Linked DNA regions of Mus musculus: regions 2 and 3 are each linked to region 1. The links are chromatin contacts, called in public HiChIP or PLAC-seq and Micro-C maps. All regions are on one chromosome and are shown on one strand. Each heading gives the region's core, a stretch centred on a gene start, on an enhancer-like site or on the middle of the called end of the contact. The rest is flanking DNA. Distances are from core to core; before and after follow the strand shown.

The links. A called contact is a pair of places that touch in the nucleus more often than the background predicts. HiChIP or PLAC-seq counts read pairs in DNA pulled down with a chosen protein or histone mark.
Region 2: a contact with region 1 is called in a Micro-C map of the G1E-ER4 cell line. The contact joins the enhancer-like site here to the promoter of Ubr4 in region 1. A contact is called at or near these places in 3 of 39 promoter capture datasets (erythroid cells, liver and macrophages), 9 of 484 Hi-C or Micro-C datasets (CD4 T cells, the G1E-ER4 cell line, Sertoli cells and 5 more), 6 of 115 datasets of contacts at active chromatin or transcription factors (the HPC-7 cell line, the SCID.adh cell line, effector CD8 T cells and 2 more) and 2 of 9 other capture datasets (adipose tissue and pancreatic islet).
Region 3: an H3K4me3 HiChIP or PLAC-seq map of bone marrow-derived macrophages shows a contact between it and region 1, with 2.4 times the contacts expected there. The contact joins the enhancer-like site here to the promoter of Ubr4 in region 1. A contact is called at or near these places in 1 of 39 promoter capture datasets (macrophages), 8 of 484 Hi-C or Micro-C datasets (bone marrow-derived macrophages, cerebral cortex, embryonic fibroblasts and 3 more), 14 of 115 datasets of contacts at active chromatin or transcription factors (the 230-238 cell line, the HPC-7 cell line, the SCID.adh cell line and 5 more) and 4 of 9 other capture datasets (adipose tissue, embryonic stem cells, macrophages and 1 more).

The regions. Positions count from the first base shown.
Region 1 is chr4:139,379,173-139,382,686 of GRCm38.p6, reverse strand. Ubr4 (ubiquitin protein ligase E3 component n-recognin 4) reads right to left here and starts at 2,028. Exons shown (of 106, transcript NM_001160319.1): 1 at 1,825-2,028. The coding sequence starts at 2,000.
Region 2 is chr4:139,329,282-139,332,403 of GRCm38.p6, reverse strand. No RefSeq gene overlaps it. Among named protein-coding and RNA genes, the nearest start is that of Akr7a5, 20 kb to the right of the region's middle. Within about 2 kb of position 1,578, at least 63 of the 459 cell types and tissues checked have an H3K27ac peak or open chromatin away from gene starts, as enhancers often do. A contact at or near this core is called in the G1E-ER4 cell line, the SCID.adh cell line, adipose tissue and 3 more, where this site is marked.
Region 3 is chr4:139,420,780-139,423,943 of GRCm38.p6, reverse strand. Ubr4 (ubiquitin protein ligase E3 component n-recognin 4) reads right to left here. Exons shown (of 106, transcript NM_001160319.1): 36 at 2,793-2,863; 37 at 2,566-2,713; 38 at 2,020-2,247; 39 at 1,381-1,551; 40 at 1-117. Among named protein-coding and RNA genes, the nearest start is that of n-TVaac1, 8.2 kb to the left of the region's middle. Within about 2 kb of position 1,278, at least 35 of the 459 cell types and tissues checked have an H3K27ac peak or open chromatin away from gene starts, as enhancers often do. A contact at or near this core is called in bone marrow-derived macrophages, intestinal villus epithelium and liver, where this site is marked.

The DNA.
Region 1 (3,514 bases), core at 779-3,278:
CTAAGAATGTGGAAGGGTCACTAGCACTTAGCAAAATTCAAATCTAGTTCTGTGTTTGGATTCACCAGGTTGCTAGGGTTTGCTCTACGTTTAAAATGCAAGGGCCAAGAAAATGGGATGTACATCATCAACAAATAACACTATAACCTCAGGTCACATCCATAAACCCAAAGGAAAGAGGTCTACAAGGAAGTGAACACTGTGACCGTAAGCAGAAAGCATGACTCAGGAAAACTAGCAGCAATTTAAACAGTGAAATCGGAGGCTGCCGCTGGCTGAGGATGGGCTGAGGGGTTGGCACCCAAACCTGATAACCAGAGTTCAATTCTTGGACACTAAGATAGGAGAGAATCAACTCCTAAAACTTGTCCTCAGATCTCCAGAGTGCGCTCAAGCACAAGCGTGCTCTCTCTCTCTCTTCTCTCTCTCTCGTCTCTCTCTCTCCCTCTCTCTCTCTCTCTCTCTCACACACACACACACACACACACACACACACACACAATTGAATTACAATAGGGCAGAGAGATGGTCCAGTGGTTAAGAGCACTTCCTGTTCTTCCAACCCAAGTTCAGATCCCAGTGCTAGTGCCAGGCAGGTCACTGCTGCCCCTAACTCCATCTCTAGGGGATCTGAAGCCTTGTTCCTGCCTCCTGGGGCATCCGAATACACAGACACACATACACGTGGATTTTTTTTAAAAAAAAGGAGGAAAAGAAGGTAAAATAAAAAGATGCTAGATAATTTGAGACTTTCTGATACTTGTTTTCATCTTCAAAACAACCTTGGGCATAATTAAGCAAGAAAATCTATTTGTTAGAACTTAAATTATCAAACCCAGACACTATTTTATTATAAATTGTTAAAGATCATTCATCCAAAACATCACAGGCAGTGACAGTTGTTGTGATAAATAATAATGCCAAACCACAGCAATTTCCAAATAACACAACTTTCCAAATAACCTTTAGACATATCCTGCTGACCAGCAAGGTAAAATGACCCGCTTAGCAATTTCAGAGAGTTACTGGGGCAAGTAAACTTGGTTTGGCTAGGAAAACGAAAGTGAGAAAACAGGCTTTAAAAGCATGAGTCTTCTATTAAACTCATTTGCTCTGAGCCCCGTAGTCAGGAAAAGGTAGACACAGAGATCACCACATTCCCATGAAGAAATACGACTCTTGCAATCTAACAATCTGTATACAAAGGTATGAACACATTAACAGCAAGCCAAGGAACAGTCCCGTAAATAAGAGTCTGTAAAGCATTTTATTGAGAAAGAGAAGGACTCCGATCTCGGATATACGCAATTACAGTGCAAAGTAAAACCGAAGTATTCAGTGGTAACTAGTGGCTTCAGTCACAGAAACAGCACGTGCCCCCAGTTATCATAGCACCAAAGAAAGACCGTTATTAAACTATGTGGTAGCTCTCCAAAGTAAACCTCCGGTTCTGGTGACAGGGAGAAATGCAAACTCATCCACGCCCTGACCTTAACGCGACTGAGGTGGATGGGGAGGGGGGGGGCCGGGGGCAGCGGGCCGGGTGACACTGGCCCAGCAGCACCGTGCATCTCAATAGCCAGTTCTCAAATGCGTCCGGCCACGCCCTCCAGCCAGAGCAACCATAAAAGTTTTGCTCCGGAGGGTAAATCAAGTCAGGGATGGTTCACGCCAGAGCTGGGTGGAAACCAGAGGCGCTCTCGTTCCCAGCGCCCGGGAGTCCCGAAGGCATGCGTGGGGTGGATTCCCTGACAGAGTGGACTCACGAACCGGCCCGTCCTCCCCTCCCCCCCCACCCCGCCCGCCGGCGCCGCCGCCCGGTACCTCTCGATGACTGAGGCCACCAGCTGCGGCAACTCCTTCATCTCGAAGGCGGAGTAGGACGCGGACAGGAGGGGCCGCACCGCCACCTCCCAGCCCGGGGTCGTGTCCTGCCCGGTCGCCGGGGCTCCGGGCGCTGGAGCTGCTGCCGCCGCCTCTTCGCCGCCGCTCGTCGCCATCTTTCGTCGTACTACTGCGGCTCCCTCCGGGGGCTTGCCACCGGCCCAGCGCCGCCTCCCGGGAGGGGGCGGAAGTGACGCAATCGTGCGCGTCAGACAGCGCGCCGCGGGTCGCCCAACAAAAACGCAAAGACCTGGACGGCCTCTGACTTCTGCGGGCTTAACCCAGGGTAGTGCGCCTGCGCACGATTGAAAATGCCAGAGGAGGGCTAGGAGCAATGCCCTCTGCGCGTGCGCCATGGCGGCGAGCAACCCTGCGCATGCTCGCGGGAAGCAGTAACTACCGCGCGTGCGCGGGCCCCGCAATAAGCGGCAATATGGTTCCCCAACCTCCTGGAAATGTAAGTTTGTGACTTGGATTCGGAAGAGATGTCTGAACGGCGCCATCCTAGGACAGACAGGGGGGAGAGGAGGCCACAACCTGCTCAGTGTTAGTCACTTCCTCTGCCCAGTGTACCGCATGAGCAGCCAGCCATTCTAGCGCTTACCACTTGGCAAACTTTCTGCGCACACCTTCGCTTAGTAATGATTTTCTTCATGAATTCCTATTTCGCAGCCACTTCTTTATATATTTAGAATTCCTTCGATAATAATCTAGAGAGAACGTTAAGCTTTTTTGAAATTTGGTCCCTATAGGCCAAATTGTCTGCGAACCTTCCTCCCTCAGACCCCAGAGGGTAAGCATTAGTAGCCATCGCAGCAGTCTTTCAGGGGCCCCTATTTGGGTTGACTGTTGATTTCAGCAATCCTTCTATCTTCACCTCCAGTGGAATTACAGGTGTGGGTGTCCACACCTGTTTATAGTTCTGTCGGGAAGGGGGAGGATGGTCTTATTTTATTCGGGCGTTTCCACTGTAGCTCAGGCTGACATGGAACACTAACACAATCCTCTTGCCTCAGCCTCTCAAAGTGCCAAGATCATCACCACGTCTGGCCATCAGCAGTAATAACAAGTCTCATATTTCTGGCTTTGGGGTGTCAAGGCACTCGGAATAAACATCTTCCTTTTCAAATACATAATTTAGTAGTGGAGGTTCTTGGGATAACATCTATGTTGTAAATTTAGACTGAGGAGCTCAAGAGATAACTTGACAGTTCCATTCTCACCACCCAGGTCTAGCTGTTATGGTTGTAACTCCAGTTCCAGGAGATCTGCTGTCTTCTTCTGGACTCTATAGAAACCTCCATTCCCAGGTGCACACACCCTCCACACATATACACACATGTATGGTGTGTGTGTATATATATATATATATATATATATATATGCGCGCACATAAATCTATTTAAAGTGTTTGGTATGCCATCACTGGGGAGGCAGAGAATTACCACAAACTCAAGACCAGTCTGGTCTACGTAGCAAATTAAAGCCTGTCAGGAATATACAACAAGACTCTGCCTCAAAAAAATAACATACATAAATTTAGATAACACTGAAAAGCAGTGTTAGATGAAGCACAAGTTTCAACACTATTCCAATCTAAAAGGTAAGATAGTACTTTCCAGAATAGTAA
Region 2 (3,122 bases), core at 329-2,828, 50 kb after region 1:
CAGTTCTGATCACAGGGGGAGGAAGGTGCCAAAGGAACTGGGGACAGAGACAGGAAGGCTTCGCTAAGGGCCTGTGAAGAGGAAAGTCGGGGCCAACTACAGACTCTGTTCGTGAAAACGAGCTAGGGCTGGGCTGTCAGTGTGAGTCCCTACTCCTCTCTCTCCCCCTGCTGAGAAGCCCAGGTGAATGGTTGAATGATAGATGGATGGATGCATGGATGAATGGACAGATGGATCAGTGGGTGGGTGGATGGATGGATGGATAGATGGATGGATAAACGAATGGACAGATGGATGAGAGGAACTTCCTACACTTAGAAAGTCTTGCTAGCAGTCCAAAGGCTGTCAGGGGATCACTAGGAACCTAGAAGGGAGTAGGTTTAAAGAACTATTAATGTGGACGTTTTCCTTCTTTAAGAACATTACATTATGGAGCTGGAGGTATGGTTTAGTGGTTACAAGCACTAGCTGCTCTTCTAGAGGACCTGGGTTCGATCCCAGTACCCACATGGTAGCTCCCAGCCATCTGGCACTCCAGACTTAAGAGGATCTGACACCCTTTTCTGGGTTCCTCAGGTACCGGGCATGCTTGCTGCCAAACATGACCCACTCACTAGGTCAGAGCCCACAAGGTGAAAGGACTCACCTGGTTCCTGCAAGTTGTTTTATTAATCCCAAAGATGGAAGAGAAGGACCAAAGTCATCAGGGCCAAGTGTATTAAAGCAACTAATTAGTAAAGCAAGCTTTTTATTCCTGTACAAGGCTGCCTCTCCCTAAGGTGGAGTTTGAGAGGTCAGTAGGAAAGTTTTAACCAAACGGTGCTTAAATATGCCTAAAACAAACAACTCCAAGTATGACTGGCAACATTTAAAGCAACAATGTCTGTTACTGCTGTGTTGAACCAAATTCCCTTCTTGTCTCTCAAGCACCGTTACTAGGCCAGTCGTGGCAGATGAAGAGACTCCCATAGGCTACATCATCCCACTTCCAATGCCAGTTGTGGGGATACTCCTTGGTGAAGCTGAAACCACTGCTAAACCAACAGGCACCCAGAACTTGGGAGAAAAATCCAAGACCCTGAGCCCGGCTGCAATAAGAAGGCAGATCGACTGCTTGGTCCAAAGTCTTTCTGGGGTTCTGCTGACTGCAAAACAGGAAACCCATCAGATGAGGGTTCAGAGGCACGCACCTGCTAGGCACTAGTTCGGGAGAGTCTACACAGTTCGAGATTCCCAGTGTTCTCAATGCCCTAGACATAGGCTGGCCACATGGAATTTGGCGGAGCCAGGGTTGGTCTATTGTGAGAGGGTCCTGGGCCACTTTTCTGGAAGGGTGGAAACCGCAGAGTTGTGTAAAGTCAGCCTGAGGAGCTTGTGGTTCTCGGAGCTCTTGGGAGGACAAGGTGCGATCACAGCCCCAGGAGCCGGAAGAAGCTGTACCGGGGAAGAATCAACTCTGCTCATTGCGGGTGGGTGATAGGCAAGACCGTTACCTTTGGAGCTGCTGCAGCCCAGCTCAAACCCCAGGACACCTTGGATCGTCTCTGCATAAAATAGCCTTCCGTGACCACTCCCACAGGAGGCGGGGCTAGCGGAGAAAGGGCAGGAAAGTGTGGGCCTGTGCACAAAACTTCTGTAGAGCTGAGAACTCTACAACAGTGCCACCTGGAGGTCAGTGGCAGGTCTCATGAGCTAGGTCGGAAGTTGCAGACACCTCTAGCTTCCTGCCTCTCTCTGGCCCATTCATGAGCTGCCCTGGGCTCTCTGTACCCTCCTAGAAGGAGTTTAGCAGGTGGGTGAATCCTGGAGAGCTGTCTCTGTTTTTTTGTTTTGTTTTTTTGTTTTTTGTTTTTTTTTTGAGACAGGGTTTCTCTGTGTAGCTCTGGCTGTCCTGGAACTCACTCTGTAGACCAGGCTGGCCTCGAACTCAGAAATCCGCCTGCCTCTGCCTCCCGAGTGCTGGGATTAAAGGCATGCGCCACCATGCCCAGCTTGTTTTTTGTTTTGTTTTTGTTTTTGTTTTTTTGGCGGGGGAGCTGTCAATGAATTGAGGTTTGCTGGGAGCTCTAGTAAGGGTCCCTGTGGAAGGACAGCAAAGAAGGTCTGTCAGCCCTGATTTACTAATCCAGGAGAAGTTTCCCTCAAACTCTCAGGCAGTTTAGACTGTTCAGAGAATCGAGGGTGGAGCGAATCTCAAGTAGCAAATGTTCACTCCAGGCATCTTTGAGAACATTTATGCAGTAGGGACTTAGAATTTACACCAAATGAAGACTGTAACAAATTGGGACGTGGGGATAAATGGACAAGATTTTCTCACCATAACCCTTTAAAAAGACAGTTGAAGTCAGGGCGGCCGTTCTTGCTTGTAATCCCTGCACTCTGGAGGCTGAGGCAGGAAGTTTGCCAGCAGTCAAAAGTCAGCGGGATTATATAGCAAGCAGTAGACCAGCACCGACCAAATAGCACATGGTGTGGTGGTCTACCCCTGTGATTCCGGCACTCCAGAAACAGGGGCAGGAGAATCAACGCAAGTTCAAGGCTGTCCTGGACAACATAGGAACAACAGGTCTGCCAAGCCCATAGAACAAGACTGTTTCAAATGTCAAAATAGGGTTTGGATTATAGCTTAGCTGATTGGATGCTTGCCTAGTCCTGGGTTAAGGACCCAGTGAGTAAGGTAACACCCTCTTTTCCTGATTCCATTTTGTGTTTGCTTAGACCAGTGGTCCTCACCCTTCCTAATGTTGTGGTGACCCCAACCCTCAATTTATTTTTGTTGCTACTCCATAACTGTAATTTTGCTACTGAATATAATGCAAATATCTGATATGCAGGATATCTATATGTGACCTCTGTGAAAGGTCCTTTAACATCCCCAAAGGGGTGGTGATCCACGAGAACCTAAGGTTTAGAAGGTTCTCACCCTCTACCTGCTTAATAGTGATGTTGCCTAGCAACACATTTGGACTTTCTATGACATTGACCATAGTCCAGATGTATTGATCAAAATAATTATTTTCTGAAACTTAACATTAACTCAGGAAGTTATAAGTAAAACAATAACAACAACCACAGCAACAACAACAACAACAACAACAACAGTCACTTAATGTCTGAAATAA
Region 3 (3,164 bases), core at 29-2,528, 42 kb before region 1:
AGCCACCCGTCTCAGCACGTGGGCACTGATCAGCTGCCGTATAGTCTGGCCCTGGTCTCCGCTGTAATTCATCCGAACATTCTCAAAGGCACCTTCCTGTGAGCCTAAGGTGGGAACCTGGCAGAAGGGAGAAGCAGAGAAAGTATTGGAGAAAGCAAGTAAGACTAGGTGGGTTCATCCACTGTCACCTGGGGGGCAGTGCAACCCTTAGTCATTCAGCAGTATTCAATCTGGGAGGCAGGGCTTTGTGAATCTGACCAAAATCAATTATATGCATTCACATAATTCTCAAATAATAAAATTACTAACAACAAAGGAAAAGTAGAAGGGCATGGTGGCAAAAGCCTATTATACTCCCAGCACTTGGGAGGCAGAGGCAGGTTGAAGTCCGAGTACCAGGCTAGCCTGGTCTATATAATGAGTTCAGGCCAGCCAGAGCTCAAAACAAGTAAGTGACTTTAGCCTGCAGTCCACTATCCTCCACTGATTAAAGTCTACTGCTTCAGTCTGGTTCCAAGAGCAGGGTCAAAGTCTCATGAAAGTAAATGAAGTGCTGCTGTTCTCCAACGTTAAAATGCATTTTCACTTAAAGTGATGGTAATGATACAGAGTATTTTCCCTTCATGCATCACACCTGGCAAAAGTGAACTTGGCAACTTAGTGGGTCACCAACTTCCACCCTTAATTTTGATGTCAGTATTTAAAATCTTCAATGCCCTTCTCTGGGTGTCTGTCCACACATATACTGGCCAGAGCTCCCAGCTCCGGGAGTCAGTCCTGCACTGGCTGGACCTGCTGCCCACACACTGCCAAGTGGTCCTCCCTGCAGGGGTTCCCAGTAAGACTCAGCACTGTGAGCACAACTCCCAGGCAGAAACGCTCTCCTAGGCCCCTTCTAAATTCACACGCGCACACTCCTGTTCTTCTTACTTATCCCTACGGCTCACATGACTGACAGGCTGCAAGAGTAACTGAAGGAAAGCTGTCTTCAACTCAGGCTGGAAGTCAGCAAAGGACGAAGCTATTCTGCAAGCTACTAAGCCTTAAGAGAGAGGACACAAGCAAGAGGCTTTCGATTTTATACAAGGAAATTTCAGTTATAGTGCCCACAAAATGGAGTTCCTCACATCTTAGGAGTTCATACACATACATGCTTTAGTAAAAAGAGGACTTGCTTGCTAAATACCAGGACTCTAGTCAGACACACCTCATCTGTGGGTTACTAACTGCTCAGTAGAGCTGAGGAAAGCTGTGACCACAGATTCTAGGTTCTGCATGCTTATGACTCACTGCTAAGTCTCTTCCTCAGTTGCTGTGGCCACTATCAGACACCATGACACACAGGTTGTACAGTCAGCAAACCTCAAGACCCTGACATACCATCAGCTGGTCTGTCATCTCCACACCCTTGTCCACTGTGTGCAGTTCACTGAGGGCCTGCTGGGCCCTGCTGCTGCTCCCCACGGCTGAAGCCTGCTGAAAGTTGGTCTGAATGGCATCCATGAGGAAACTGAGCATGTCTAACACGAGAGGAGCGAAGGAGAAATTGGCCTGAGAGAAATGGAAACACACACGTGAAAAAGTAAAAATCAATAAAAATCACGAGTCGCACACGACAATCCTGACAGTCACTGTCTGGAGCTGAGCTCGTCCCCTCTCCAGAACCCTAGCTCTGTAGACAGTGAGAGGACGATCTAAGCCGAGGTCCCACAGGCACCCTAAGTCACTCAAGGCACCTAGCATGTTTAACTACGCCTCCTATGCATACAGAATGGACAAACGGGAAACACAATCACTCAATGGCTTCTGCATTCTGGGCCCAGATGAGAACTCCTAGCCAAGAAAGTAGGTTCCAGAATATCACTCCCGCTAGCTGTAAGCCCTTCCCCAAAGATGGGCTACTTGCACGCACACTACATAACTATGAAAGAAAACACTGGGCTAGCAGGGGAGGCTCAGACCACTGATGAGGCCTGCTGGACTCTGTCCTGTGCACCAGTGCCCACCAGGAAGCCCCACCTGATTCTGCAGCTCCTCACGACACCCCTCAACTGTACGGCACAGGCTGCTCTTCTTGGGCTTCTCTTCATCTGTAACCTTCCCATCACTGATGGTGACCTTGGCCTTGTCAGCAGGAGAGGTGCTGGCATGGCGCACCAGACTTTCGGAAACCCTAGGTTCGCTCTGAAATGCTGACTCCTTCATGGTAGAGCTCATGCCACTGCTAGGAGTTCGCTTCACCAGGGCCTGGAAACAGAACTCATCAGTGTCCCTATGTCCCTGCCACAGTCAGGTCAGACAGCGCTGAGCCACTGGAAGGCAGATCACGGGGCTCACTCGACCATCTTCATGCCCCTCAGAGCATTAGGCCTGACTATGTGACAAGGATGCTGCTTTTAATGCTCTCAGTGAAGTGTTGGGGCCACAAAGGGATTCATCACTAATACTACAATGACAACAAATGCTTGGCCACACAGAGCTGAGGTGGGAATTTTCTGGTCTGCTTTAGATATTCCTGTATTACTAACAAGTTGCCCATGTGACTGTGAAGGTCCCATCACTCACCAAGCAGCTGCCATCTTCCTTGGCTCCACAGTCACAGAAAAAGGAACCATACTTGGCGTAGGAAATCTCATGGTCCTTATGGCATACCTTTGCACACACTGTGCACACACCCACCCCATCCACCATCTTACAGGTATGACAGTGGTACCTACAGGGAACAAAAGTCAGCACTAAGTCCCACGCAACAACACTGGAGGCCCAGCCTCCCTCACTTTAAAGGAACTCACCAATGCTGGTTCATAAACTCCTTCTGTGTGATGGTGAAGGTACACAGCTTATTGCAAAGAGAATCTTCATCCTTCAAAGATTAATGGATCTTTTTAATCATAAATGTCCCTCTCCATACAAGGTCCCATAGGAATACCCCTGCCCCAACACTCCATGGAGAGACACCCGTGTCTAATGGGAGCCTGCCCTGATCTGAAGTAGCCATCTATCTGAAAGCTTCCCACAATTACAAGTGCCCTCTTTTGGTTTTGTCGACAAGAAAGGGAACGGGGGAGACAGACAACAAAAACCTTCAATACTTTCAAGAGCCCACCATCCCTCCCCAAACTTGTATGGGATGAAGCAGAACAAGTAACTCCGGAGAGAAGAAA